Regions from separate parts of the Mus musculus genome. Here all the other regions are linked to region 3. Evidence: chromatin contacts called from public Hi-C, HiCAR-type and promoter capture Hi-C data. All regions are on one chromosome and are shown on one strand. Each heading gives the region's core, a stretch centred on a gene start, on an enhancer-like site or on the middle of the called end of the contact. The rest is flanking DNA. Distances are from core to core; before and after follow the strand shown.

Region 1 (2,751 bases), core at 30-2,529, 2.8 Mb before region 3:
ATAACTAATCTTACCTGAAAACACTTGTCTCATACATTAAATATCCCAGCAGGTATGTTTCCTCTACAGAAAATCAATTCTTTGTACTACCCTTACTTTATATACTTAGTTTTTGACATAGAGACCTTAGGTACTGGTATCGTTCAGTCCTGTTCTAGTATCCAGATGTTCACGATGTTCGCTAAGTTTTTTGCAACACTATCGATAATAAAGTTACAATGCAAATCAGAGATATTTGGTGCTTAATTTCTTCTAAGGGATCATTAGGAAGATCTAATTTCTCTCTCTCTCTCTTTTTGATCTTCAATGAGCATAAATCAAGGTAAGAGAAATTTCTGGGGCACCACCCTCTGTGGTACAAGTTATCCAGTTCACTAGAAACAATTCTCTTAGCAGGTGGGTTGAGAACCACGCGGGTAGGTAGGACTCGCCACTCATCCACGTCATTCCAAACCGCGAGAGCCCCCCAAACACTTACCAGAGCCACAGACAACAAAAATGAAGAGGGCCAATAACCAGGGTCCTACCGACGCCTTTTCTTCGGGGGCATTTCTCTGCAAAAAGAAAAAACCCGGTTTCAAATGCAGAGAAAGCACTCTCGGATCCCGGGCTCCCAAGGCCTGCACCCCAGGCCAGGTGGCCGGCCGGCCGACTCACAGATCTCTCCCCCCACCCCAGATTCCACCGCAGCGGGAGTCCGGAGTCAGGCGGGTCTGGGGAGAACTCGCCGCGGCCCCGGCCGGGCGCGGGGCGCGGGCCTCGGCTCCCGGCCACGACATGGAGCGGGGTGCCCACTTTCCCTTACCGAGGTCTTAGCGACGTTGCCGCGCTGAGTTATGTTCTTGCTGTGCTTCTCGTTGGCCATACGGATCCTCTGCTTGGCGACCATTTTCGCAGCGCCACCTGCCCCAAGAACCTCTCGGACTCGCTCGCTCGCCGGTCCCGGGCCACCGGGAGGGAGGCTCGGCTCTGATCGCGGTGCCTACGCCGTCTACAGCCACTGGGCCGGGACGCGGAGCGCTGGAACACCGGCAGCCGCCGATCGCGGCGGTCTGAGCAGCCTTTGGGGCGGCGTGCCGGGGAGAGCGGGCCGCAGGGCCGAGAGGCAAGAGTCCAACCACCGGACAGTGCAACCGGCAACCTCGAACTAGTTCGGGTTCGGCTGCCAACGTCAGCACTGGGCAGACCCCGCCCCGCGGAAGTGTGGACTCCGCCCGCTCCGGAGAGGGAGGGCGAGCGCCGGCCGCCACCGCAGCCAGGCTCTTCCCCGCTCCGGAAAACGAGGAGCCAGAGCTGCGCGTGCGCGCTCGGGAACCAGACGTGGATTGGCCCCGAGGCTGGCGGCGCCGGAAACACCGACTCGCAGACTTTGCGCTTGGGGAGACGTGTAGAGGCCGGGTTCGGCCTTTCTTGAACTCTCACCCCAGCGCGTGGGTTTCTCTTTCCGGGACAAGATGGCGCCGTCCACACCGCTGTTGACAGGTGAGTTCCAAAAGAGCGAGAGACTCTTCCTTTACGGTGATTTCTTTCTGTGTCTTCGCGCTGGAGAATTCCTTAGCAAGCCTTGGAAGTCCGTCTTGCCTTTCCTCCTGGAAGGACCAAACTGTCTTTTAGTTTATTTGGTAATAGCATCCCAATGGGAAGTGAAGTCTCCGTCCCCAGTAGTCCCTCCTCCCAGTTATCCATCCATCGTTCTTCATCTTCCATAGGAATAGACAGGTAACAGAAAGTATTAGTTTGATGTGTGACCTGTGGTCTGCAATGCCGGGTGTTGCTTGGACCCTTCTTAATAGAAGAAACAAGACTCTTCACACCGAATTCATCTGAACTTAAGTATTATTAAAAATTATATGCTCCCTTATTGTTATGAGGTTTGTGGGAGTTGATAGGGAGCAAGACATTGCTAGTGTAGGTTAGGTTTCATGCTGAAGATGTGGCTTAAGGTGGCGACAGTGAGCAGGATAATGATAGTCTAATGTTTTCGATTGAAACAGCTGTGAGACAGTATTTAAGAAGTAGAACATGAGAAGACGCTAGGAATTTAAAGCTGACACATATTGTGGTGCTTAAACAACAACAACAAACTTGGACAACACTGGGAAAGGTGCTATACTATGTTATGGCTTGGGTATGTAAGTTTGAATAAACAAAAGATTCAAGTAGAAAAGAAGTGGGAAAGAAAAAAATCGTTGATAACAATGTAAGAAGAAAGATAGCATCATTAGGACGAATGTCTTATTTTTGAGAATTGGAAGTTATGTCCTCCTGAGACACGGCAAAGCTTTTATACTTCTGCCAGTCTAGGAATATACATTTTTAAGAGCCATGCTTATCCTGTTCAGATAGACTATCATAATTTATTCGCCAGATAGTTATGAGGTGCTAGTTGCAATCTTCTAAACACTGCCAGATAGTTGAGATTGTTTTCTTTTGTTTAGATTATTTATTTATTTATTTATGCGTCTGTATCTGAGCGTGTGCACAGGAGTACAGGCCTTAAGAGGCCCAGAAGAGGGTGTGGGCTTCCCTGGGGCTGGAGTTAGAGTTGTGAGCCTCACCTTAGATGAGTGCTGAGAACTCTATTTATTTCTTCTTAAGAGAAGCAAGTACTCTTAATGCTGAGCCATCCTCCAGCCCCCTGACACTATTTAAATGGCATAATTATGTAATTCAATAAATTGCTTCTCTGTTACTTAAAAGCTTTACTACTAAATGAATATTTGAATTCGACCTAAAAATTAGTACATTAAA
Region 2 (3,034 bases), core at 265-2,764, 2.7 Mb before region 3:
CCTGGAAACAATAGACAAGGTACACACACGTACACACCGGAGACAGAGAGAGTGCGCCAGAGAGAGAGAGAGAGAGAGAGAGAGAGAGAGAGAGAGAGAGAGAGAGAGAGAGAGAGAGAGAGAGAGAGAGAGGGAGGAGAGAGAGAGAGACAGACAGAGAGAGAGAGAGAGAGAGAGAGAGAGAGAGAGGAGAGGAGAAAGACAGACAGACAGATGGAAACAGTGAAATGCCATTCGCCTCTTAGGGCCTTCAAGTGCGCTGGAGGGCACCGGAACTCTGGAAGGTTCCTTGGCAGATCTGCGGATGGTGGCTGGACTTACCTTACAGGGAAACAGAACTGCCGAGGCGACCTTCTCCATAGCCAGGTTCCTGATGCTGGGCGTTAGGGCGCCCCTGCACGTCGGGCAGCAGCTTAACTTCTGGCGGCATTGGTTACACACCAGGTGCCCGGCCTGGCACTGCAGAATGGGGGGCAGGACATAGTCAAAGCAGACCGGGCACTCGAAGAGCGAGGTCAGCTCGTGGTGCTGCGGGGACACCGGGTCGGCCCCGCCGCCGGCTCCGGGGCCTGAGATCACCGCTGCCGCGGCGGGCACCGCGGACGAGCCGGGGCCCGCTGCCGAGATGGTGGCGGCGGCCGGGGGCGCAGCCGGGGACGGGGCGTGCGGGGTCTGAGGCGGCGGCGGCTGCTTGCTGCAGGGTTTGTTAGCGCTGGGGCCGGTGGAGGACGGGCGGCTCATCGCGCTCCGAGCCCACCATGGACCTGCGGGCGTCTGCCTGCCGCGGGGCCGCCCGGGTTAAGGCGGTGCGCGCCCCGCGGGTGGCGGGCTCCGGGGCAACGCCACGGCGCCCAGCCCGGGGGACCCAGCGCGGACCCGACCGGCACCGGGAGGGCGGGGACCGGACCGCGCCGATCCTCTCGGCGGCACCCGGATGGTCGTCGCTCTCGGGGCTCGCGGCCGTGCGGTGCCCTCCTCCGGCGGCGTTCTGGTGCGCAGAGCCCTGGCCCACTCGCTTCAGGAGCGGCAGCTGACGCAAGCCCCGGGGGCGCGCGCGGACGTGACGCTAAGACACGTGTGCGGCCGACCCGGCACTCAGGGACTGGCAGAGCCACCCTGCGGCCCGCGCAGCTCCGCCCGACCCAGCTGGCAGCGCCCGAGCGGTTTCCTCGCTGGGAGCCCTTGAATGAGTCGATCGCCGCCGCGTGGGGTCGCTTCTCTGCGACAGTGGAAGCCGGCAGCCCAGGGAAAGGACGTAGCCCGAGTCTCCCGACCCTTCCCAGGGGACCTACGCCGACCCGCACCGACTCCAGCTAGAAGGGCAACTGCTGGCCCGGCGTGGGCGTGGAGGGCGCGCGAGTGCGCCGGGGGCGGGGCGGGGCTGGGCGGGGCGGGGGGCGGGGCTCGGAATCCCACGTTTCTTTTAGCCATTGACGCGCTGGAGCAGCTGGCGATCAGGCTACTCGGCCGGTAGCTTGACACGCGGGGGCGGGACCCGGAGTCGGGCGGGAGCCGCGCGAAGGCCTCGGGTGTGGCCCGGCAGTTAGGTACGAGGGTGGGCTCTTCAGTGGTTGGGACCTTAACGCTAGGTTTTCCTTCGAAAGCCCACTGGCGAAAGCTTCTTGGAATTGGCCGCCTCTGATTGAGAGAACCTGAACCTCTTTGACAACTCTGACTCGATGGAGAATTAAAACCTCCAAGGAATACCATACACGTGGGTTGGGTTTGTGAGGCCCCAAATGACAGGAGACCCTCTGGTGCCTGAGTCCTTAACGTCTAGTCCTGGTCCAAACCTTAGGCTTTTAGCTTACTTACCTGGGGCTTTGGGAAGAAGGAAATGGGTGAGGTCAACCTACCCCTTACCAACCCTCAGCTTGACAGGATTGGTGCTGGATTCTTCCTGAGTTGTCTTTGTACACCCGACATATGGAAAGTCTCTAAGATCCCCATCTTAGAGGTGTAAAAGGCACCCACGGGAGCTGGAGGGACGCCTCAACATACTACTCTTAGAGGACCAGACTTTGGTCCCCAGCACCCACAACTGCCTGTAACCCCAGCTCCAGGGGATCTGATACCATTTGGTACCAGTACACATTATATACACACATGCCCATAAATAAAAATAAACCTTAAGTGTGGTGGGGGTGGGACAGGGGACATCTACAGCCTACCTTCCGGTCTAGCAATAAGAGAACTCTCCGAGGGTTCCCCTAGTCTCAGTAAAACTTATTTCCAGGTACTCTTCACCATTCAGAACCCCAGAATTAGAGAGCGCCTGAGAGTTTGGAGTGAACCGTATAATGGACATACCCTGCACACAATTGCTATGGCAAGCGTTTTATGCCTGAACTGATGACACTGGAATTGGAAAAAGCTAGTATTGATACTCTTTGTAGGAAAACAGAGATTAGTCAGGATAGGGTAAAATAGTGCCCTGTGACTTCGAGCGAAATTCTTTTTAATATCCTGACTTAGTTTGTGACTGTCTTGTGTGCACACGTGGAGGTCAGAGGACAGGTTTGTGGGAGTCGACTTTCTCAAGTTGGCAGGCTTGATGCAGGCACCACTACCCTCCTGAGCCACCTTCCTGGCTCCAGTCTCCTACTCTGTAAAAGTGAATTTAAACAATTTGAGTTTCTCTGTGCCATTCTTGTAGAACCTCATCCATCATAGCCACCTTGTAAATGATAGCCGTAGTTTAAAAATAACAGTGAATATTTATTATTAGAGTCAATGAATAGAATCTGCTCAAAGAAAAAAAAACAAAGTTAAATTTTGTAATCTAGAAAGACTTCATGAGTAACTGGGTTATCTAAAGTTGTAGAGAAAAACTTAGTGATACATGCCACCTAATCACCCTGCAAATATTCCCTTTGTGTATGCCAGCCACTGTCCTGAGAAGAGTTCTTACTCATTTAAATTCTAGGACAGAAGCAGGAGTGGTAAACCGCTCAGGCAGGGCAAAGGATCTCCGAGGTTTGGGAAATGTCCAGACTGCAGGCCTATAAACTCAGCTCCTTAGGGGTGCTGAGTG
Region 3 (2,817 bases), core at 91-2,590:
CCCTGGTTGACTCGACACAAAGCCGATCCCCACCCCTCTGTGCCCCCGGGCTCCCGCTGCCAGTGCAGTACACAGACAGGTCTCGACATCTCTCCTAGCAAGGATCTAGAGAGACTCGGGACAAGTCCAGGCGTCACCTCACATCGCCGTGCAACTGAGCGGAGCCAAGTCTTGAGACTGCCCTCCCCACCAAACAGAGCTTTGGGAAGAGGCAAGCCCGGGCAGCCCCACCTCCCCTGATGCCACGAACTTGCGGTGGCTCATTGCTCATCCCAGCCTTCTTCCTGCTAAGATCAAGTTAGGAACTTCAGGGTTTCTTAAAGACGGGGAGCAGCAATGAGCTCTAGTTGCTCTCTTTAAGGGACGGTCGTGACTGGGCTTAAAGAAGTCAGACTCCCTCCTGAACACCAACAAAGGACTATATTTAGTTTGGAGCACTCCACCTAAATTCCTTCTTTTCCCCTCTCAGCTTCAGATGCACAGGCCCGGGCAGTGGGTGGAAGGGGGCGGGGAGCAGTGGAGAAGGAACAGCTGGGCCTCCGCCTCTCCACTCAATCTCTATAAATAACCAATCCTGAGCGGAGGCGACTTTGCAGCCAATGAAGCTGTCTAAAGCGACAAAACCTCAGCAACAGCCAATGGAAAAACATTTGGGGGTGTGAGACTCACATCCTGGGGCCAATGAGTTGGGAGTCTGGGAGAGGTAATTTGAGCTGGCGTGTGGGTGTGCGGTGCGAAACCTTCCTACTTGCAAGCCCCAAACCTGCTCCTCCGACTGAGCATGCCCTGACTCGGTGCGGGAGCCACGGGGCTCGATCCACAAGCCATATTTTGGCTCTAACCAAAGGGGTGTTGGGGAGGGGGGAGACGTAGGATGACCCCGCAACTCTTGCCCTGAAGGCTGCAGCTCTCCACAGATTCCCAGCCCTAACTCCTTGTCCGGACAGGGACTCAGGTCGAGTTCTTCGTGGGAAACTGAGGAACACCGGGCCAAGTGGGAGCACGAACCTCTGCTACCTTCCGGGGCCTGAAAAATGCCCTGCAAGTGTACGATCCTGAGAGGCGCGCAGCAGCCTGAGTTCGGGGACAAGTGTCTATCCTTTAACAGCGCAAGCCGACGAAGAGGTCGCAGCCAGCTGCTGCCTGCTGTCCCCATAGGAGGCCGGCAGCCGCACAGCCCCGACCGAGGTGACTTCGGTTTGGCGAGCTTTCCACTTACAAGCACACACAAGCAAGACTGCCCAGTTCCAAGATTCGCGCCGCCCCGCCCTGCCCCGCCCAGCCCCTGTTTGCCACACCCTCTGTCACGCCCCCTCCCGATGCGGCGGAAAAGCTGGAGCGGAGTTCGGGCGGGGCACCGCGGGCGACGTACTGGGCATGCTCGGCTGGGCGGGGAGGGCTGGGCTGCGCGCGGCGAGTAGGAAGCCCTCGCCCAGCGGAGGCTGCGGGAGACAGAGGAGAGAGAGTGATGGGTCGCGGAGCTGGACGCACGTTCCGCGGGGACTCATGCCACGCGTGTCTCAGCCGGACGCCCAATTAGCAGCCGCCTCTGCAACCAGCCGCCACCTCCTCCCGGCCCTCCCAGGCTGCCGGGGCGAAGAGCTCCAGCCGTTGTCTTGCTCCGGCTGCGCGCATTGTCCTCAGGGTCCTCCGACAGGGCTGCTGCGGGGCCCGGGACCCGCGCCCTAGGGACGCGCCCCCGCTGCCGGTCGGCCTGGCGCGGGGCTCTGCTAGTCTGTTGGCGAGCCCGTGCTACCGGGCTAGTCTCGCCGGGGTTTTTCCTGCGAAGTTGAGGAAGGGGAGAAGTCCACCCGTCCGCCCAGCCCAGCCTTCCCCGGCGCGCAGCCCCGACGGGGCCGCGGCAGGCGCGACGAGGGCGCCGACGGAGCCATGAGAGAGTACAAAGTGGTGGTACTGGGCTCGGGCGGCGTGGGCAAGTCCGCGCTCACCGTGCAGTTCGTAACAGGTTCCTTCATCGAGAAGTACGACCCGACCATCGAGGACTTTTACCGCAAGGAGATCGAGGTGGACTCGTCGCCGTCGGTGCTGGAGATCTTGGACACCGCGGGCACGGAGCAGTTCGCCTCAATGCGGGACCTGTACATCAAGAATGGCCAGGGCTTCATTCTCGTCTACAGCCTGGTCAACCAGCAGAGCTTCCAGGACATCAAGCCCATGCGGGACCAGATCATCCGCGTGAAGCGGTACGAGCGCGTACCCATGATCCTGGTAGGCAACAAGGTGGACTTGGAGGGTGAACGTGAGGTCTCCTATGGCGAGGGTAAGGCCCTGGCCGAGGAGTGGAGCTGCCCCTTCATGGAGACATCGGCCAAAAACAAAGCCTCAGTGGATGAGCTATTCGCAGAGATCGTGAGGCAGATGAACTACGCGGCACAGCCCAACGGCGACGAGGGCTGCTGCTCGGCCTGCGTGATCCTGTGAGGCGCCGTCTGCCGCCGGGCGCTGGCCACGCTCTGTGCACAAAGCCAAACGCACCCGATTCTCTTAATGTGATTGTCTTCTTGCTTTGAGATTGGAGACGACTTTGTTGTCTTGGCTGGGATGTCCGAGGAACCTGGCTGACTTGTGTAGCCAGCATCCCCAGCCTTCAGCCAGGGTCTGAGAGGGTGTACGTTGCAGAGCATCTGAGACCCCGGTGGAAAAATGGCTCTATACAGCGTGTACGTTCCTCGTTGATTTTGGTTCATGCATATTTCCCCGTTTAAATAGCCATTAAGGCTCTGTATTGGCTGCTTGACACCGGCAAGCAAAAGTTTCAAACCTGAAAAAAAAAAAATGGGGGTGGCGAAGCAGAGG
Region 4 (2,799 bases), core at 292-2,791, 2.6 Mb after region 3:
TCTAACGTGGCGCTACAATAGCATGTCAGCAGGCCTGGCCTTGGACCTCATGCTCTCTTGCTGCAAAGCTTTTGCAAAGTTCAGCTTCCTCCAATTCTCAGCAGGATTCTTAAAAGCTGTTCCGGGCAGGGCATGGTGCTGCACACCTTTAATCCTAGCACTCGGGAGGCAGAGGCAGGCAGATTTCTGAGTTCGAGGCCAGCCTGGTCTACAAAGTGAGTCAGGACAGCCAGGGCTATACAGAGAAACTCTGTCTCAAAACAAACAAACAAAAAAGTTGTTGTTCCTTCCAAATACGTTGTCCTGGCTTTTGGCTACTCATTTTCCTAATCATCTGTCTCCCTGTTTGCCTCAGATTTTGCTTCTGCTACCTTCCCTCCCCAGAGAATCCCCTAGGCCTCATTTCTAGACCGTTTTCTGTACCTTTCTGACGTTGTTTCAAGATGTCTGTCAAGACTAGGGCTTTACCCACTCCACCAGGTTTATGCAGCTCACTCTCACTCAGCTTTACGTCCAGTTCTGATTTCCCATTGAACACTGTTGCCTCAAGCCTACAACTGTACTTTAAAGTCTAATGGGCTGTCTTCAAGATCAGTCTCCAAATTTTAATGTCCAAGGGCTCTACAGCTTTTCCCAGTAAATCATTTACTACGACTGCTCCATGACAGGAACCACCACCACCACAGGGACTTTAGCAGTCCTTTATCTGGTAGTAGACTGGCTGTCTAAGTGTCTCTTCTATGATTGAATTTCAGTGTCTTCTCTTGTTTCACTTAAAAAGAAAACACGAGAGGCAGGCGGATTTCTTTCTGAGTTCGAGACCAGACTGGTCTACAAAGTGAGTTCCAGGACAGCCAGGGCTATACAGAGAAACCCTGTCTCAAAAAACCAAAAAAACAAACAAACAAACAAAAAAAAAAAAAAACCAAAAAAAAAAAAAAAACAACCCCAAAACCCAAAACCAAAACAACTGGGGATACAGTTCAGTGGTAAGCACTACAATGCTTACCAAAGTTCGAACCCCAGCCCTGGAAAAACCCATCCTGGCTCTGCTCTGTTAAGGCCTCTCGGGCTTCTCTGCTCTTCCTGGGTATCCAGCCCGCCATACTGAATGAGGAGCTACTCTTGGGCCAGCCCTGTGGTGTCCCCAGCCCTGCGCCAGCCTCCAGGCCTGACCACCGCCGCCGCCAGGAGGGCAAATGAGGCGATGTCGCCTCCCTGGCCATTTCCCCTGTGGCCCGGCTGTCTTTCCGCCCCTGCGGGTCCTCTTCCAGGCCTGCCGCGATCACTCCGCTCAGGCTAGCCCACCCCGCCGGGCTGTGGCACCTGGACAAGGCGCAGATGGTTGTCTGCCCATTGCGACACCCGTGTCACCACGTTGGCCTCCCCTCGGTCGCGGTCCGGCGCCTGCGACCCGAGGCTCGCGGGCGGCCGCGCCATGTTCCGGCGTCCAGCAAGCCTTGCGGGCGCCCCCTGGTGGGCGGTAGGGGTCGCTGCGCTGCACGGCTCCGGGGTCCCCGCCCATTCTGGGCGTTTGCACTCTTGTCTCTGCGTGTCCTTGGTGGTACCAAGCCAGCCAGGACAGCAGAACAACACAAAAATGCCGTGAAAAGATAAGACATCTGTGTAAATATGCACAGTCTCTTATTCTTGCTACTTTTTCTATAAGCTTGTATTTTTATTATTTTGTTGTTTTTTACATTTTTGAGACAGGTTTCTCTGTGTAGCCCTGGCTATCCTGTAACTAGCTCCGCAGACCAGGCTAGTTCTAACTCAGAAATCCACTTGCCATATTTTATGGTGCTGGAGAGCACACCCAGAAACACATATGGCATCAACCTTTGTTTCTTTAGAAACAGGGTTTATGTTTCTAAAGGCTGGCCTCAGCGTCCTAATCTTTAGCTTCCCCCATACAGAGGCTTCTGCTGTGTTTCCGTGTGCCTGGCTTTCTAAATATTTTTAATGCCAAGAATAATAAAGGAAAGAGAGATGGAGATATACTTATTTGTTAAGCTGAAATGTGCATTGTGTAATAAATTTAACTTTGGCCCAAAGAGAGATCTGGCCTTTCCCATTGTGCCTGGCAATTCTAAAATATCTTACCTGATAAAATTATGTTTTACTCTGAGGCTTTTGAGCCTGTAAGAAAATCTAACAACCCACTTGTGGTGGTCCTCAGCTTGACCTCCAGAGGGGCTAACGACCGACCTGTTGGTGCATGGTAAAAACTCTGCACACAGGTGCTGGGAAGCATCACTGGCTGCATTGTTCCATGCTTTCTCACACCTGGTTGCTGAAAGGAATCAGTGTTGCTCAGGACTCCACAAGTGAACATGTTTTTAAAACCAAATACCCCACCTGAGGGTGCCCTTTGTCGCTCCCAAACTCTACAGTTAGTACTAGAAGCATTAGACGTCTTGGGACTATTGTTTAACTCTGTTTGGTTCATTATATTTAAAATGTTACAGGAGAACTTTCCTAACACTTGAGGCCCTGGGCTAGATCTCTATCTAGCATTGCAAAAATATAAAACAAAAAATGAAAATTCAAAAAAAAAACTTACCTTACAGAAATCAAATATATAACAGTGTGAATTAGTGTTTCCACACCCCATAGTTTTATGACTGACAGTAGCATATCACACTCACTTGTGAGGCCTTTGTTATTACTTGCTTATATGATGTGCACACACAGGTACCTATGTCAAAAGCACCAGAGAGGAAAAGAAGACATTACTCCTCTATCTCTATAGCTTTGTAAATGGACAATAGGAAAATAGTCCCTTAAAGATGTGAAGTA
Region 5 (2,954 bases), core at 339-2,838, 2.5 Mb after region 3:
AACAGTGATCTGAATTCTAATCAGTTTATTTACATAGCAAGTAGCTCTCGATCGCGCTGCGAAATAGGGATGCAGTCTAAGAAAACATAGTAACAACAAGTTATAGCACCCACTAGAAACCGCTGGAGATTTGTACTCTTACCAAATGCTCCCCTGGGTGCAAACAAATGAAACTTAAAAGACGGGAAGAGGTTTTTCAAGACACAATTTTAAGTCGTCAACAGACGGCTTAAGAAAGACTAGTCTGCAATAATGCGTCTTAAAACATTCATTTTCTGAACAAGATCATAATGCCAGCAGTAAGCAACCCACATCTTAAAAAGCAACGTCTCTGTTGACAGAGAGAACCTTTGCTTCCCTTCACCGGCATTTAACACACTAGTTCATTTGGAGAGCATCAGGTTCTGTACGTTATAAACAGGTTGTATGCAGAGTACACAGGAGCTACGATGTCGTCTGCACACTGTGGAAACCCAAGCTTAATACAATTGTTTAAAAAAGCCGCACCAGGAAATAAAGTCTTATTCATATCTTCCTTTTCACAGGATAAAAGGAGGTAACTTGAATGCTCCAATGAGCAGTTTCTCAGCATTATTTTTCTACCATGATCAAAATGATGACAGAAGAGAGAAAAAAGTTATATATTTTTTATTTCATACCTCTGGCTATCACTTCAATGCTAAACTCTTAAAAAACAAAAATGAGATCGTAAGTTGATTCCAAGCTACAAACAAACAAACAAACAAAAAGTCTAGAGAAAGACTTGGGCTCCACAGTGAAGCAAAGCAAAACAGCTCTGCTCTTCAAGTGGCGTCTCCGACCCGGTACTGTTGCCATGGTATCCCGCGCAGGCGCAGAGAACACCTTCACAGCCCGGGCGTCGCTTCGGTAACCCATGATTTGTCGCTAGGAAAGGGCAGTTGGAGTAAATCCTTCTCGCACCTAATGCCCGGAGCTTTTTGAACAGTAAGACTCGCACCGGCAACTAAGGGCGCGCTTCTGGGACCGCAGAACTGCTTTCCAGGCGGCCAGAGCCAGGGGAGGTCTTGTGGGATCATTCCGCCGCGATGCGGGACCCTCCCGGTGGCTGGACCTCTGCCACCAACCAGGGCAGGGAAGGTCTTGCTCAGGCACAAAAGCCCACGCGCTCCATTAGGAGCTCACGAGCTACTGTGGTCCAGTTCCTGGGCCGAGGCACCCTGGCACACACCACAACCCGGTGCTCGCGGCTGAGATTGCCCAGAAAGAATTCGAGCACCTGCTCGCGCAACGCTGGAGAGGCAGTCCGGTGCTCCTCTTCCTGCTCCCGGCCCTCTCCCTGTCCCCCACCCCCACCCCCTCCAAAGCACTGACCTGCTCAGCTCTGAGTATCCCGCTGATGAAGGATCCTCGGAGTTTTTGTAACCGGCTCAACCTCCCAAATGCTGGAGTGATCTGCTAGTGTCCCGGTGTGACTCCAACCCCAATTCCTCCAAAACAGCCCCCCAGCCCAAGATGGGCACCACTACACACCAGCCAACAGAACCAACAGAGGAGCTCCAAGTAAAGACCAGCGCTGCCGCCACAACCTGCTTTCTCATTCAAATCCTCATGCTCACATTGGAGCACCCTCCCTCTTAACCCTCAGCTCAGGGCAAATCCGGAACTGGAGCGCGCGCGAGTGGACTGGAGCGCCATCGAGGAACAGGAGCCAAGAACTGGACGTGGACCCCTTATGAAGATGCTACTGCTAGGCATAGGCCAGAACCCCTGGGAATAAAGATCTTCTTCTGTCCTCCCTCGCAGCAAATTTCAAAGAATTCCAAGACCAGGGACACCTCTGATAGATTTTCAGTTTAGGTGGCTAGCGGGTTAAAGACGCTGCTGGAACAAAGTTGGAGAGTTCAGGGGAAGCGAACTGTGCAATGTTCTTACAAGAGTTTGAACCGCTTCAAAAATAAAACACCAAACGACTAATCCTTTCTTTCCTCCCCCTTCCCCCTCCCCCCTTCTCCCTTTCCAATAAATATAGCATCTGTTATTTTCAACTATCCATTTTGAGTAAAATCAAATTGAGGAACAGGGAGTGCAGGTTATAGGATGCTTTGTTATCCCTCAGTCTCTTCCAAATATCACTCGTTGGCATTAATTAACAAGCCAGTTAATTGTCAGTTCACCCGCTAGCGGGCTGGAAAAGCTAATGTGCTGTTAAAGAGCACACAGGCGGCAGCGGAACGTTTGCACCCAGCAAGTGTTCAAAAGCTGAGTAAAGATGAGATCTGAGCGCACTAACAGTAGAAAGGGAATAGCGTGCTGCGGAGTGATCCGGCTTCAAGATTCCAGGACTTGGCTTTTATCAGTCTTGATTCAACCTGTCCTATTGTTAGTTCAAAGCCTAACTGGGAGGAACTGAGGACAAGACCCTCCGTGTACCATTCAAAGTAAAACTTCCCTCCAGTAAGAAAGTCAGGAGCTCTGGCATGGCAACATGGAATTAGCAGGGGTTGTCTGGGCCTGGTGACAACATAAACAAAAGTCTTTTTTTCTTCCATGAGTGAATTTGTTCAGGAAGTAATAAAGGAGAGTCTGAGGCTGGAGAGATCACTAGTCCTCTTTGACTGACAGTGGGGGAGTGGGAGGAGGGATGCTCAGTGACCTCTCAGCACAAGATATAGTATTTCACCTTTTCATCCGTCTTAGCCTAGCCGATACCATAGAAACAACCCATTTGTATTATTCAGTTCAACAGAGGCAATTACAATGTGACGGCAAAGCATCATGGGCAAAAAGAAACTTTATCCTGAAAGCTATCCTGGACGCTTGGAAAAAAAAGAAAGAAAAAAGCAACCAGACTAGTTACAGACTACAAGGAAGAATTCAATTTAGAAAAGGAATTGCAAGGTCTTTTGGCTTCATAAGGAAAAATATTTAATTTCCTAATTTTTCTTTCTTCCTTTGTCCTCTCCCCCTTTTTT
Region 6 (3,031 bases), core at 315-2,814, 2.6 Mb after region 3:
AAGACGACTAGGAGGTAGATGTAGAGAACAAGGCTGTGTTATGGAAGTGATTGTGAGCAAAGTATGAAAATCTCATAATGGAATCCAATATTGTGTTAATTTGAAAGGGAAATGAAGTAAAATATCTTGTGCATCATTAAAAGTAAAAAATGTATGCAAACAAATGAGAGCTCCCATCTGATGTTTCATCAAAAGCATTCATAAGCATAAAATAAACCTAACAGTATAATAGTTTTAAGTACACTACCTGAAAGGGTAACGATTCCCCTGGGTTGAGGCTGAAACCGCAAGTATTTGTTACAAAAGTCAGCAGATTCAAGAGCCAAAAATAAAACATTGCCCAAAAAGTAGCCAGCTGTTTGGCCCACAGAATTGCATGTCGAAGCATAGCCCACGTTTTCCCGGGATAACATAGTTAATGCCCAACCATCCACAGCGATGTCCTGTGTGGCAGCCAGGAATTCAAACAAGAAGAATGTCACAGTGAGAGCAACTACATCCGGTGTTCTGCCATCAATATTTCCGAGCAAACGGTCCACTTGAGTGGATAAATATATCATGAAGATTCCTAGTGTATACTGAGTAGGGACAAGCCAGGACTTGCGACGACCAAAGTTCTTAAAGTAGACGGCATCAACCAAGGGAGCCCAGAGCAACTTAAGACTGAATGGCCAGAAGACAAAACTGAAGAAAGCCTGATCTGTATAGCTAACATTTTTGCTTTGCAAAATGAGGGGGATGCTCCCCGCCAGGCCTAAGGGAATGCCCTGAAGCACGTAAAGAAAGAGTAGTAACAAAATGCTACTTAGTTCGGATCTATAGCTCCGCGGGGCTTTAGGTAAGTCACCAGGGCCGGCATCACCTAGAAGAACTTCCCGGTCCCCCTCCCCGCCCACCGAGTCTCGGCGACTGTCATCCCAGCCGCCCGGTGGCAGCGGGCCACTCTTCATATCCAGAGCGTGGCTAAACATGCCTGACCGCCGCTGCCGACTGCTGTCCTTGTGGGAGATGGTCGGTGACATATCAGAGACGACGCAGAGCCCGGTGTGTGGGGGCCTGAGGCTGGCGTTTTGATCAGTCTAGTCCCAGGTCCAAGGCAGTCTCTCTGGACCCGGGTCACGGTGGTTCAACGCCGGGAGGGCGGACGCGGAGAGACTGGTCGCTGTTTTGCAGCAGGGAGCCAGATCCCTGGCAGGTGGCCCAGGCGAAGCCTGGGTCGCTGCCCACAGGAGCGACTTCAGGGAGCCGGCAAGAGCTCCCCGTGCAGCCGCACCCGGCTTGAGGCTGGCGGAGCGTGCCGTGGCGCTGCGACGGAGTCTGGCTCTTAACTGCAGCGGGGACTCGAACGCTCTCTTGCCCGTCCACCAGCTGACACTGCAGCGGGCACCCTCCTCAGTAGACACCAGAGGTAAAGGATAACTTCCTGCCTCGCGCTTCGGGAAGTGGTTCCCTGCCAAAATGGGTTCCGTGCCTCCCGACGGAGCCAGCGAATCAGAACAAGTTCCGGTGGCGGCGACCGCGAGCAACGTTTGCTAGGAACCATTAATTCCCTCGATTCTAACCCCGAGGGAGGAATAACGCCAGCGTACCGAGCGTCCAGGACGGAACGTCTTAACAAACCCGGTTCCGTTTGCGCATGCGCTTGCATGGAACTCGTGTGCCTCGGCCATTGGGCCCTCGTCGCCACGTGAGCGCGGGTTTTCTGGATTGGCCTAGGCCTTGGTGATAACATTGCACAAGGTCTGTAGGCGAGTTTGTACTTATTTAATTCAGTACATAACTTCCAGGCTTGTAGTTGGGTAATAATGCTGCTTTGTGAACCTGCAGTTACTAAGCTTTGGTGTCAGGTTGTGGGTCCTTTATGCCCGACTAAATGGAAACACTCCTACCTAATACACAGAACGAATAAGGCTGTCCATTTCCCCCAATGTCAAGGAAGAAATGTAGGGGAACGCTAGATACACAGAGTGAAGGAGGTAAATTTCAGTCTGCTGCATCTTATTTTTTTGCCAATGGAAACGTCTCGAAACCACCTTTCTCCTTTCATGTCATCCATGGTTATGCATTTTAAGTGCATAACGACGCACTTCTTCGAGTTTTGGTGAATCGTTGGAAGCTCTTAGAGCTTGAAATGTTGAGATACTAGATTTAGTATTTCAGTGATAACAAAGAAATAAGTTTTCCAAGAATTTTATTGGATTCATAATTGGCCAGTTTTTCAAATGCCATTTCAAGTGTAATAGTACATGCTTTCTTCATTAAAAACAAAAACAAACCATAAATTCCCTTGTGGATTTGCTGCCTTCCCACTTTTCTGATTTCTACAGCTTATTAACCACTTAGCTAATTTCCCATGTTCTCTTCTCATTTCTCCCTGGGTCCTTCCTTTTCCTCTCCTCCCCCTTCTCTCCAGCTCTTGTATGGTCATAGAAATGTGAGACTTTGCTTATTATTATTATTATTATTATTATTATTATTCGTCTTTCATTTTCATTGTATTGATACTGAGTCCTGGGTTACATAAGCTAGCATATGTACCCAGGCTGGTCTCAAACTTATGGCCATACTCCTGCCTTAACTTCTAGAGTCCTAGGATTCTATACATGAGCCACCACACCTAGTCTGATATACTTCAATGAAAGAACACAGTGACCATGAAGTCTTCTAATCTTTGTTAAAGAGAGGAACAGAGTTGGTTGTGGTGGTGCATGCTTGTAATCCAGACTAGTCTATAAAACGAGTTCCTGGCCATCCATGGATATATAGCAAGTCTCTGTCTCAAAAATTGGAGTGGAAAACAGTTTATAGTGTTATCTATGTGAGACCAAAAGTCTCTATTTTTTTCAACAGGATCTTACTGTATGGTCCTTACTGGCATGAAACTCACTCTGTAGACCGGGCTGGACTTGATCTTACAGAGATCCACCTGCCTCTTACTCCTGAACGCTGAGATTAAGGGATGGACTATCTCTCCTTTTTGTTTCTGATTTTCTTTTCTTTTCTTTTCTTTTCTTTTTTTTTTTTTTTTTTT
Region 7 (2,700 bases), core at 17-2,516, 2.4 Mb before region 3:
GGGCCCGTGGAATGCGCGCTCTGCGGCTGCGAAAACCCGGAGAGGCAGATGGGAGCGCTCGAGGCGCTCGCAGCCAACTCCTCCGCGGTCCGGCCGCCAAGCTGGGCATGCTCAGTGCGGCCGCCGCGCCGCCGTCCGCCAACTCGGGAGCTCGCGCTCCCGGGCCGTGGGGGCGAGAACGCTGGCGACAGCGAGCGACGCCCCCAGGCAGCCGCAAACTTCGCGGCGTCCGCAGTCTGGCGAGCCAGACACCTCGCAACGTCAAATCCAATTCCCCAACCCTAACGGAGCGATGGAGGCTGCGGCCGCCAGGGCGTCCCGGCTGCCCGCCCCTGCCTAGCCGCTAGCTAGGGACCAACAGGTAAACTGTTGGGGGTGGGGATCAGGGCGCGCGACGTCTAGGGGTGGCCCGGGGAGCCCAGTCGCCCGTGCTCCCGATGTGTCCGTCGGTGCTCGCGGCCACCTCTGCTCACCCCCTCCCCAGCCCCGGGAGGGCCAGCAAAGGGTTAAGTCGGCCCCGCGCCACAGCGAGCGCGGCCCCCTCCAGCCGCCGCGGCCGCTGCAGCCGGCAGCCAGCAAAGCGCCCCGGCGCCGCCGAGGGGACCCGCGCAGCTCGTGCACTGGCTGAACCCGGAGGCACCGGCCTCGCTCGGCGTCCGCATCCTCGCCTCTCGCGGCCTCTCTCCCTCCGCGTCCGCGGTTCCGTGCCCGGGCGGCGGGTCCTCCGAGTGCAAAGCTGCGAGCGCCGGGCATGGCGAGCCAGGAAGTGGGCGCGGGCCGCTGCGCAGCACCTCGCGTGCCCGAGGACGCCTAGCTCTCGGCGGGCACCGAGCCTCCCGCCTAGGCGCCAAGAAAAGTTTTTTCCCCCTTTATGCCCCTCCCCCACCCCAGCCTGGGCCCCTCTGGGTGGGTTTGGGTTCATTGGTGAAGAAAGTCACACGTTCCCATCATCTGCTCCTCCCCCTGGGGACCGAGTGGGGGTGGCGGGAGGCCGTGGCCGCGGCGGACCCTGGCCGACCTCCAGCCCGGGCGCCGCCGCCGCCGCCCGCGGAGCAGGCGTCCCGGGGCTCGGCGCAGCGGGGTGCCCACGAAGGCGGCCCCCCTGAGCGCGTCTGCGCGCGGGCAGCGGCCGTCTCCAACCTGCTTTTTCTCCTGCCTGCAGCGCCACGGCGAGCCAGAGTGGAGGGAAGAGGGAGTCTGTCTGCAAAGTGCTGCTCCCTGGTGCTCAGAGGCGGCTGCTCCAGCTCCAGCTCCAACTCTCATTCATTTCGCCGGTTAACATGAGAGATCATGGCCGCCTTCGGGCTTCTCAGCTATGAGCAGAGACCGCTGAAGCGCCCGCGGCTCGGGCCGCCCGACGTCTACCCGCAGGACCCTAAGCAGAAGGAGGTAAGGGCGCCGGCGGCCTCCGCGGTTGTGCGGCGCTCCGCAGCGCTGACCCGGGGCCAAGCTGGCCCGGCGGGCGTCCCCGGCGCTGCGGGGGAAGGGCTGGGGAGGGGATCGGAGGCGGGGCCCGGGTTAGGGTATCAGGGACCCTGAGCTACTGAGACCCGGAGCCTGCCAACCCCCGCGCTCCGCTGGGCGATCGCTCTGCGGGGGGCTGGGTCGCTTCCCGGTTGTCGGGCCTTGCACTGCGCCGCTGGGCGCTTTACCGCTTCTACCTCGCTAGCATCTTCTTGCTCGCTTTCCTCCGTTTTTGCTTGTTTTATTGTTTTTTACTCCGTCGCTTCGATAAATCCTCGTAAACTTTTTGACAAATGCTGGAATGCAGTACATCGGACACTGTGGTCTTGCGTTTTGCGCCAGCGGTATGGGTACGGATGGGGGAGGGACCCTTATCACATCCTCCACTTTGGAATGGAAGTCGTTTTTTAGCGAGGTGATCATATATTTGGCTCGGTGAATGTACCTCTGTATCTCTCGCCTTTAAAAAAAATTTAAGAAAACAATATTGAAGAGAAACACCGAATTTTGTTTCTAGAGAGACAAATTGGCTTTCCCGGAGGCTGTTTTGTATGTGTAAAAGCAGACAAGTTATCTTAGAAAGGAATAGCTTCCAGATTACTTATTTTCTTTGAATGAAATTAAATGGAGAAACCTTGGCTGTTGCACATACAGTAGCTTCAGTGGTTATTGTAAGCTATGTAGGTATGTGTCAGGAGTTAAAAAGTAATTATGTAACAACTCTCCAGCCATAATAATGATCGCCCTTGGCTATACAATTTGCCCAGAGACTTGCCTATCTTCTCTTTTTTGGTTCCCCTGCTCCCCAGCTGTCCTTTGAGACTTTGCCAGCTACAGCCCACCCATCTTCTCTTTTCTATAGTTAAGCATGAAACTGCCATGTATTCTAGTCTTCCCGTGAGCCTGGAAAGTCTATAAAAGTTTGCGTGTCCCCTGATTTCACAAGAGGACTTTGCAAGTCAGAGTTCTTTCAGGCTTCTATTTTGATAAATGTATCCGTCTCTTTAGTAGAGGCTCAGCCCAGACTGGCTAATAATGTGTCTGAGAAATCATCACGAGCAATTCCTTTTGGCCTTCTCCCATTGAGTTTGAGGGTCAGGGAAGTCGATTGAAGATGGCTGGGAAGTTTACAGGTGGGCAGCATGTGCTTATGCAGCTCCTAAGGTCTGGAAAGAAGAGAGACTCTAAAGACCAAGTGTAAAGAAAGGTGATTTTAAAAGTTTTGGCAGGGATAGG

Evidence for each region. Promoter capture Hi-C pulls out the DNA fragments that hold promoters and counts their contacts. Hi-C and Micro-C count contacts between places; a contact is called where the count stands out from the background. HiCAR-type assays count read pairs that join an accessible place to other places. Capture Hi-C pulls out chosen DNA fragments and counts their contacts.
Region 1: a promoter capture Hi-C map of pre-B cells shows a contact between it and region 3, with 2.8 times the contacts expected there. The contact joins the promoter of Serp1 here to the promoter of Rap2b in region 3. A contact is called at or near these places in 1 of 39 promoter capture datasets (pre-B cells), 2 of 484 Hi-C or Micro-C datasets (CD4 T cells and CD8 T cells), 3 of 115 datasets of contacts at active chromatin or transcription factors (astrocytes, large pre-B cells and thymic regulatory T cells) and 1 of 9 other capture datasets (adipose tissue).
Region 2: a contact with region 3 is called in a promoter capture Hi-C map of adipose tissue, with 4 times the contacts expected there. The contact joins the promoter of 4930593A02Rik here to the promoter of Rap2b in region 3. A contact is called at or near these places in 3 of 39 promoter capture datasets (liver and pre-B cells), 4 of 484 Hi-C or Micro-C datasets (CD4 T cells, CD8 T cells, regulatory T cells and 1 more), 2 of 115 datasets of contacts at active chromatin or transcription factors (astrocytes and thymic regulatory T cells) and 1 of 9 other capture datasets (adipose tissue).
Region 4: a contact with region 3 is called in a HiCAR-type map of astrocytes, with 4 times the contacts expected there. The contact joins the promoter of E130311K13Rik here to the promoter of Rap2b in region 3. A contact is called at or near these places in 4 of 39 promoter capture datasets (the 3T3-L1 cell line, hippocampal neurons, liver and 1 more) and 2 of 115 datasets of contacts at active chromatin or transcription factors (astrocytes and stem cell-derived neural progenitor cells).
Region 5: a contact with region 3 is called in a Hi-C map of rod photoreceptor, with 20 times the contacts expected there. The contact joins the promoter of Plch1 here to the promoter of Rap2b in region 3. A contact is called at or near these places in 2 of 39 promoter capture datasets (cranial neural crest and maxillary cranial neural crest), 1 of 484 Hi-C or Micro-C datasets (rod photoreceptor) and 1 of 115 datasets of contacts at active chromatin or transcription factors (astrocytes).
Region 6: a promoter capture Hi-C map of pre-B cells shows a contact between it and region 3. The contact joins the promoter of Slc33a1 here to the promoter of Rap2b in region 3. A contact is called at or near these places in 3 of 39 promoter capture datasets (cranial neural crest, embryonic stem cells and pre-B cells), 3 of 484 Hi-C or Micro-C datasets (CD4 T cells, CD8 T cells and uterus) and 5 of 115 datasets of contacts at active chromatin or transcription factors (Th17 cells, astrocytes, double positive thymocytes and 2 more).
Region 7: a contact with region 3 is called in a HiCAR-type map of astrocytes, with 5 times the contacts expected there. The contact joins the promoter of Med12l here to the promoter of Rap2b in region 3. A contact is called at or near these places in 1 of 39 promoter capture datasets (embryonic stem cells), 3 of 484 Hi-C or Micro-C datasets (embryonic stem cells and uterus) and 3 of 115 datasets of contacts at active chromatin or transcription factors (astrocytes, extraembryonic endoderm stem cells and stem cell-derived neural progenitor cells).

The regions. Positions count from the first base shown.
Region 1 is chr3:58,524,605-58,527,355 of GRCm38.p6, forward strand. Serp1 (stress-associated endoplasmic reticulum protein 1) reads right to left here and starts at 1,280. Exons shown (of 3, transcript NM_030685.3): 1 at 806-1,280; 2 at 479-554. The coding sequence starts at 889. Eif2a (eukaryotic translation initiation factor 2A) reads left to right here and starts at 1,217. Exons shown (of 14, transcript NM_001005509.2): 1 at 1,217-1,482. The coding sequence starts at 1,455.
Region 2 is chr3:58,691,075-58,694,108 of GRCm38.p6, forward strand. It overlaps 4930593A02Rik (RIKEN cDNA 4930593A02 gene), which reads left to right and starts at 1,515. Exons shown (of 9, transcript NR_045167.1): 1 at 1,515-1,547. It overlaps Siah2 (siah E3 ubiquitin protein ligase 2), which reads right to left and starts at 1,314. Exons shown (of 2, transcript NM_009174.3): 1 at 322-1,314. The coding sequence starts at 741.
Region 3 is chr3:61,363,167-61,365,983 of GRCm38.p6, forward strand. Rap2b (RAP2B, member of RAS oncogene family) reads left to right here and starts at 1,341. Exons shown (of 1, transcript NM_028712.4): 1 at 1,341-2,817. The coding sequence starts at 1,891. The coding sequence ends at 2,442.
Region 4 is chr3:63,927,931-63,930,729 of GRCm38.p6, forward strand. It overlaps E130311K13Rik (RIKEN cDNA E130311K13 gene), which reads right to left and starts at 1,542. Exons shown (of 5, transcript NM_177856.5): 1 at 1,327-1,542. The coding sequence starts at 1,440.
Region 5 is chr3:63,897,874-63,900,827 of GRCm38.p6, forward strand. Plch1 (phospholipase C, eta 1) reads right to left here and starts at 1,589. Exons shown (of 24, transcript NM_001370984.1): 1 at 1,354-1,589.
Region 6 is chr3:63,963,169-63,966,199 of GRCm38.p6, forward strand. It overlaps Slc33a1 (solute carrier family 33 (acetyl-CoA transporter), member 1), which reads right to left and starts at 1,565. Exons shown (of 6, transcript NM_015728.5): 1 at 248-1,565. The coding sequence starts at 1,022. It also overlaps a transcript of Gmps not described here.
Region 7 is chr3:59,005,712-59,008,411 of GRCm38.p6, forward strand. It overlaps Med12l (mediator complex subunit 12-like), which reads left to right and starts at 1,267. Exons shown (of 44, transcript NM_177855.3): 1 at 1,267-1,389. The coding sequence starts at 1,291.